Regions from separate parts of the Macaca mulatta genome. Here region 2 is linked to region 1. A link is a contact called in public Hi-C data. All regions are on one chromosome and are shown on one strand. Each heading gives the region's core, a stretch centred on a gene start, on an enhancer-like site or on the middle of the called end of the contact. The rest is flanking DNA. Distances are from core to core; before and after follow the strand shown. Region 1 holds the start of LOC144334235. Region 2 holds the start of PHF21A (PHD finger protein 21A).

The links. Hi-C and Micro-C count contacts between places; a contact is called where the count stands out from the background.
Region 2: a contact with region 1 is called in a Hi-C map of fetal cortex germinal zone, with 2.2 times the contacts expected there. The contact joins the promoter of PHF21A here to the promoter of LOC144334235 in region 1. A contact is called at or near these places in 3 of 14 Hi-C or Micro-C datasets (cortical neurons, fetal cortex germinal zone and fetal cortical plate).

The regions. Positions count from the first base shown.
Region 1 is chr14:19,376,865-19,380,395 of T2T-MMU8v2.0, reverse strand. It overlaps LOC144334235, which reads left to right and starts at 1,759. Exons shown (of 5, transcript XM_077963066.1): 1 at 1,759-3,141. The coding sequence starts at 2,161. The coding sequence ends at 2,766.
Region 2 is chr14:19,493,364-19,496,894 of T2T-MMU8v2.0, reverse strand. It overlaps PHF21A (PHD finger protein 21A), which reads right to left and starts at 1,943. Exons shown (of 18, transcript NM_001265672.1): 1 at 1,724-1,943.

The DNA.
Region 1 (3,531 bases), core at 510-3,009:
AGATACAAAGATGAATAAAATATCACTCTCAAGGAGTTGATAGCCTTGTGGGACATTGAGGGTGACAGCTGAGGAAGCAAACATATAATAATAATAATAATAATAATAATAATGTCAATACAATTCATTCCAGAAGTATTTATTGAGCTCCTGGTGTATGTTAGACACTGCACTAGTTGCAGGAGACAGTTCCTTTTCTCTTGGTGCTTATCATCTAATAGGAAAGTCAGACATTAATCAAATAATTATACATGCTTAAAATTGCAATTGAGCGCAATAAGAGACACCAGATGGGCCCCAGCCTGACAGAGGATTAGTACGCAGAATATATAAAGAACTCCTACTCATGGTAAGAGATAATCTGACAGAAGCACTGTCAAATAAACCAATGAGCAAGTTAAAAATGAGGAAATGGTCGACAAACAAATGAAAGTGTGCCCAGTCTCACTTGATAACAGGGAATTGCAAATTAAAACACTGAAAGGCCGTTTCACACCCATCAGCTTGGCAAAAATTTTGAAGTCTGACAATACCAAACGTTGTTGAGGATGCCAAGCATGGGTACTCTCATATATTGCTATCAGACTGTGAATGGTACAGCCACTTTGAAAAAACGTTTAGCCATGCTGAGTAAAGCTGCCAATTCCCCTGCCTTGAACCCAGCAATTCTGCACCCAAGTGGCTACTGGAAGACTTACTTTCACACACGGGGATGGCTATAAAAAATACTAATCACAATATTGTTTCTAACAGAAAAAAAATTAAAAATAAGTTGAATGTCCTTCAGAAGGACATTGGTAAATAAAGTATGGTGAACTTATATAATGGGACCCCAATAGGCAGTGAAAATTGCATAATCTAGAACTACGTGTATCCATGTGAACACATTTCAAGATCATACTGCTGGGTGAAAAAAGCAAGTTGCACAATTATATACTTGGTATAATGCTATTTCTTCAGAGTTTAAAAACATACAAAACAATTCTGTAAAGTGCTTACAGGCACAAATACATGTAGCAAAAATACAAAAGCATGCATAGGAATGATAAAACTCCTATGATAAAACACAGAAAGTGATTACCATAGGGGAGGGACAGAAATGAATTCAGAAAACCAGATCTGTGAGGTTTTATGTCCTTTAAAAAAGATCTGAAGAAAATAGAGCAATTGTTAAGCTTTGACAAAGACGTGGCGAGGGGAGGGGAAGGCACACAGAATAGTGATTAATTATATTATTCGCTGTAGTTTTTTGGTATGCTTTAAATTTTTTTGAATTGCACTTTGACCTATTAAAGGCGAATTCCACTGAGTTGGGGGTGGGTGGGTCAGAGAAGGCTTCTCAGACGAATTGAGTCTTACTTAAGATGACAGCTGAAAATTGAGTAGAAGAGGAAGGGCGGCAAGGTGTTTCAGGCAGAGACAGCCTGCGCTAAGAGGCTGGACTGGGAAGGTGAGGTAGGGGCCAGAAACTGAGACTCCCTGTGTGGCCAGAGCAGAGGAAGAAAGGAGCTGAAGTTGAGGGGAGGGGAGGGGAGGCGAAGTGGATGTGCACAGACCGTGCAGGACCCCACGGGCCATCCTGAAGGGTCAAGCCTCTCCCCTAAATATGACAAAATCAGCAGGCAGCCCAGGGACACTTCACTGGGCCAGATAGCAGAACAGGGAGGGCGTTCTTGAAAAGGTGACTCACATCTTGAGTTCTGGAGGATGAGTAAGAGGAAGCCGGTGGGGGTGGGGAGTGAGGGGGAAGAAGGGAGGAAGGGGAAAATTCCCTGGATGGGGCCTAACCGCAGCAAAGACCTGAGGACCTTCAAGAGTGTGGCCCCAGCGGGCTCCAGCCTCCGAGACTAGCTAGGGAGGCATGGGGTAGAAAATGGCAGACGAGGGCGTCCATGAAGACGGAGCGGCCTCAAGCCGAGAGGCATGGCCAAACAGGGGTTGCAGGTGGCTGTTCTGGCAGAGCGAGGGGGATGGATTTGAAGGAGACAGGCGTGCAGGGGAGACCTTTGAGGAGAATGTGTCAACAGCCAAGGGGAGCTGGGCGCCGGGGAGGTCTGGATGAAGTGAGAATGAGGATGGAGTGCAGAGTGCCTGGAGAAGTGTTCAGGAGGGAAGGAGAGGCCTCGGGACGAGGGGCCGGGCGGTTGCGCCATCTCTGCGATGGACAATAATCGGGTCAACACGCGGCGAGTGGCTGTGCGCGCGGGGCTAACAGCGTGGAACTGTCGGGAGGGCGACGGGATGGGCGCGCCCGGGCTGCAGGCGGGGAGCCGGAGGTGGGAGGTGCCTCTTGCGAGTGGCTCACCACAGCTGACAGCTAACGAGCTGGTCCGGACGGAGGACAGAGGGGGAAGAAACGGAGGGAATCGCTGGGGGGAGGCGAGGAGTGGGATCGAGGCGGGTGGGGTGTCGAGAAGGACTGGGCGCAAAGGACCGCGCCGACGCCGCGCGGCTGCCGGGAAGTCAGCTCCCCCGGCCGGGCTGAGCTGGCCCCGGAGCGGGCGTCGGCATCTCCGGCCTCCGCGCGGGGCTGCAGGCAGGCGGCGCCCGGAGCGCACCGCGCGCGAGCAGGCGCGGAACAGCGGACCCAGGCCGGGCCTTCCCGCAGCTTTTCTGGCCGCCTCGGAGCGCAGGGGCCCCGCGCGGCCCGAGGCGCCTCCTGCGAGCGGCCCGACCCCCTGCCCTCCCGGCCCCCTCCAGGCTCCCCGCACGTGCAGGCCGCCGCTCCCCCGGCCCGCGGGCCCGGCGACGTCACTGCGGCTCTGACGCGCGCTCATGGAGGCCCGGGCGGAGGCGGCGCGGCTCGGGCTTCCTTCGGGAGGTCCCGGTCCCGGCAGCCCGCTGCCGCGTCCTTGGCCCTCCTCCGGGGGAACCTCGATCTTTCCAAACTCGGGAAGGCCGGCTGTCCTTCGGCTACTGATAAGGACGCGAGCTCTTGGTAAAAGATCTGAACAATGCCCAGAAAGAAATAGCCGGACCTAAGAAAGAAACTAATAATAGCCGCCAGCTAGAGCTCCACTCGTGTGCTCAGCGCCTTTAGGAACAATAATAACGACCACCGCCATAATAGCCACCATTTATTGAGGGCTTACTCTGTGCCAGGTACTGTGTTAAGCGCTTTGCAGGCAACAACCCTCGGAGGTAAGTACCATTATTATCCCTATTTTGCAGGAAAGCGGGGTACAGAGAGGTTAAGTAACTTGCCCCAGGGCACACAGCTAGCTGATGTCAGTGCCAGAATTCCAACCCCTGCTGTCGGACCCCATGTCATCCTCACATCAACCCACTAAGGACGGGATCCTTCTCTCCATCTTAAAGATGAGGAAACTAAGGCACATGGAAATTTAAGTATAATACCTTGCCCAAGGTCACCTAGCTGGAAAATGGACGAGACAGAAAGCGAACCCAGGGCTCCTCTCTGTGCGTAGAACCCGCGGTGTTGGCCATAGGCTATGCCACTTCCGACAGCCCAGCAGGGTCTGGCCCTGGGTCCCAGAGGCGCAGCCCCTGCGGGGTTTGGATGGGTTCCTG
Region 2 (3,531 bases), core at 694-3,193, 120 kb before region 1:
CTACATTCCTGACACCGACTATTAGCAAAAATGCACAACTCGTTCCTCAGCTATGGGGCAAATCTTTGAAATCCGAAACACAGCCACAAAGTTCACTGTCAAGGCCAGGTGATGAGGCCCACACATGCCCGGACCTTCACTCAGATTTCAAATTCTAGAAATCCATACTCCCAGAGACATCATTCTAAAAACAACACAATGTGGACGTGCAGAGTGAGATCCTCTACTTCCAGACCTAAACAAAGAATATTTCAACATATGACCGGAATATGATGACACCAGATTCACCAATGAAAACAAAACCTACCGACCATTAGCAGTCGTACCCTCATCACAACAACTCAACTACTTAGAAATCACTCTCGGCACATCTGCACCCCACAACCGGCCTGTGGCCTTCTCCGGGGGTGCAAGCCACAGACAAAGTTGAAAGAAGGCGTTCTCCCCCGGTGCCCAATCTCGATACCAACCCCTCCCCTACCAGGGCCACCTTGCTGCTACCCACCATCGCGAACGTGGTCAGGGGGAAAAAAAAAAGAAATCCTAACAGCACCGCTCAGCAGAATAAAGAGACCAAAGAGAGGATGACGAGAAGTGTTGGGAACTGCGTGCACGACGGGGCTGGACCAAACGGAAAGAGTCCCACTCCGCGCGCCCCTCCCCCCGGCGGGGGCGCGGGCGGGGGAGGGGCGGCCGCGGCCCCTCTCGGAGCGGCCTGTCCGCCCCGGCCCGCTCGGGGTCCCGGGGGCGCCCCGCAGCCGCCGGCGGCGGGGGCGAATGCGAGAGGGCCGGCCCCGGGGTGAGGGGTGCAGGCAGACTCTCCGGAATAACAAGTTGCAGAAGAAGAAGAATAAGCGGAATTTCCCCAACGCTGCTCCGGCCACCCAAGACAAATGCACCAACACACTCACACTCTCACACACACATACACAAACACACACACTCGGGCCCGGCAGCGTCAGCAGCCGCAGCTTTTTTTTTTTTAAACCAGATCCCTCAGTCACCAAACAAGATGGTTTTCCAAAAAAAAATTTTTTTTAATTAAATAAATAATCATAATAAAAACTTCCCCCCGACAGCATCCCGGGGTGGGGTGGGGGGGATGGAGGAGCCCCAGCTACCCTCCCCGGGCCGAAGGACAGCCTAGGGGGGCGGGCGAAGCTCCGTGCCCCCCGCCCCCGCCCGCAGCCCCCGGCCGGCCCCCCGCCGGGACAATGTGACGCCCCCTCCCCGCCGCCCCCGGCACGCCGCCTCTGTCACCCGCTCCGGCCCTGCACTCTGCGCCCAGGCTCCCGAGGCTGCTCATAAACTTACTTCCAATTTATCCTGGGGAGGGGTGGAGGGCAGAGGGGAGGAGGGGGGGAGCCAAGGTTTTCCCATTGTCTTTTTTTTCGGGGGGGGAGGTATGGGAAGGGCACGCAGGGGGGCGCCCCGAAGGGGAAGTTATTGCTCAAATCTCAAGTTGACTGAGGGGTCCTGACGAGAACACCCCCCTTTCCTTCCTCCCTCCCACACACCCCTCCCCTCCCCCTACCTCCCCCCACAACAAACTCCAAGCAGGCAGCCCCTGATCCTCCCAGAGACAAACACCAGCGACAAGACAGAGGGAGAGAAGAGAGAGGCAGAGGGGGAAGGGGGAGGGAGGGGAAATAGAGCTACTCCAGAAAAAAAGAGAGAGAGGAGAGTGAGGAGAAGAGAGAATGGAAAAGCTGGGATACTGCACCCTCCTGCTGCTGGCTGGCTGTCCCCCCTGGCAGCTGGAGGCAGGAACTCTGAGCAGGAGAAGCAGGAGGAGGAGGAGGAGGGAACTCTTCTTCATGGGGAGGGAGGGAAGAAGCTGGAGCTGCTGCTGCTGCTTCTGCTGCTGCTCTGGGCCTCTCGCACTTTTTAGATATTAGTGTGTTAAGATGGTAGGTTGTTCCCTTCTCCCTCCTCCTCCTCCTCCTCTCCTCTCCTCTCCTCTCTCTCTCACTCACTCTCTCTCTCTCTCTCTCTGGGCTGTTTCTTTCCTCCTCTTCCCCAGGCAAGGGGGGGTGGGGAGGAGGGGGTTGGGGGGAGGAACTGGATCCTCCTCCTCCTCCAGGAGGGACACACACAGGCCCCGGGCCGGAATCGGGAGGGGGGAATCAGAGCAGCAGGAGAGAAACTGTGGGAGACAAACAAGCCCAACTCTTCATCCTCCTCCTCCTCTCAGCAGCAGCAGCGAGCACCACCAGCCCATTCACCACCCGGCCCCGGGCCGCAGCACCTCCGCCGCCTCAGCCCGGGGATCCCTCCGCCCAGGCCCAGACACACTCGCCCGCGCGGGAGCCCGCCGCGCGGCCCCGCCGGCCCGCCGCCGCCGCCGCCGTGCGCGCCCCCGCCGCTCCCGAGAGCCGGGCGAGAGGGACTGGGGCTGGGAAAGCGGGGACGAGGGCGAGGGGAGAGGAGGCGCCGGGGGAGAGCGGGCCGCGGCGGGGAGGGAGGGGGCCGCCGGGCGGAGTGGTACGGCGGCCGGCCCGGGCCCCCGCGCCTCGGCCCGCGGCTCCCGGGACGCTCGGGTCCCCCCACCGGGGGCAGTGGGGCGGCGGCAGGGGGGGCGACGGGGGCCCGCGGCGGCGCTCGGGCGGGCGGACTACTTGACGTGTCGGTGCGGCGAATTTATTTCACTTTGCCTAAGGAACGGGGTGTGCTGCGGCGCCCATTGCCTAGGGAAAAAACCCGGATGTAAAGTGAGTGAAACTAAACTAGAGTGAAGTAGGGCAGCGGCAGCCAAACTCCAGTGCAGCGGCGGCGGCGGCCGTGATGGGGCCGAGCACCGAGCGGCGGCGAAGGCGGCCAAACTCCGGGGCCGCCGCAATCCCGGGCCCGTGCAGCGCCGCAGCTCGGCTCCCGTGCAGCCGCAGCCGAGGCGAGGCCGGAGCCCGCGGCGGCCCCCCCAACTCCGCGGCCCGAGCCCAACTCCCCCCTCCCGCCGGCGGGAGCTGCAAAGAGGCTCCGGAGCGGCCCCAACTCCCTCCAGTGCAACAGCAGTTTGAAGGGGGTGGGGGGAAGCCGTGAGGGGCAGGAGCGAGGAGAAGCGATGGGGAAGCACTGCAATGGGGGAGCGTGGTCCAGGCAACAGGAGAAAGATGCAACCTCAAGTCGAATGCAACATGCAATCCCCGGCCGCCGCTCGCCCGCTCCCTCCCCTCGCCACCCCGCCCCCTTTCCAAATAACTACCCTTGAACCACTTTATTAGCAGTACTTAGTCCAGCACTCGCTCCCGGGAGGGGCGGGGGACGGGGGCCTTCGCTCACCTTTATTTATTGCTGCTTTCTCCCCCCTCTCCATGTTTTTTATTCCTAAGTTCTTTTGTTCTAAGGGGGATGATGGCATTTACTTTTCTGCTTTGTGTAGCAGGGCAATCACTGGGAATCGGCCACGTATAATCCGGCGGTTTGTCATATTTTATTAGTGAAAGTATTTTATGCCTATTCTACCTCCAAGGACTGTAACATGGAGAACTGCAGGGAGGAGAAAAACATCAGAAGAATTCTTGTTTTGAGAGA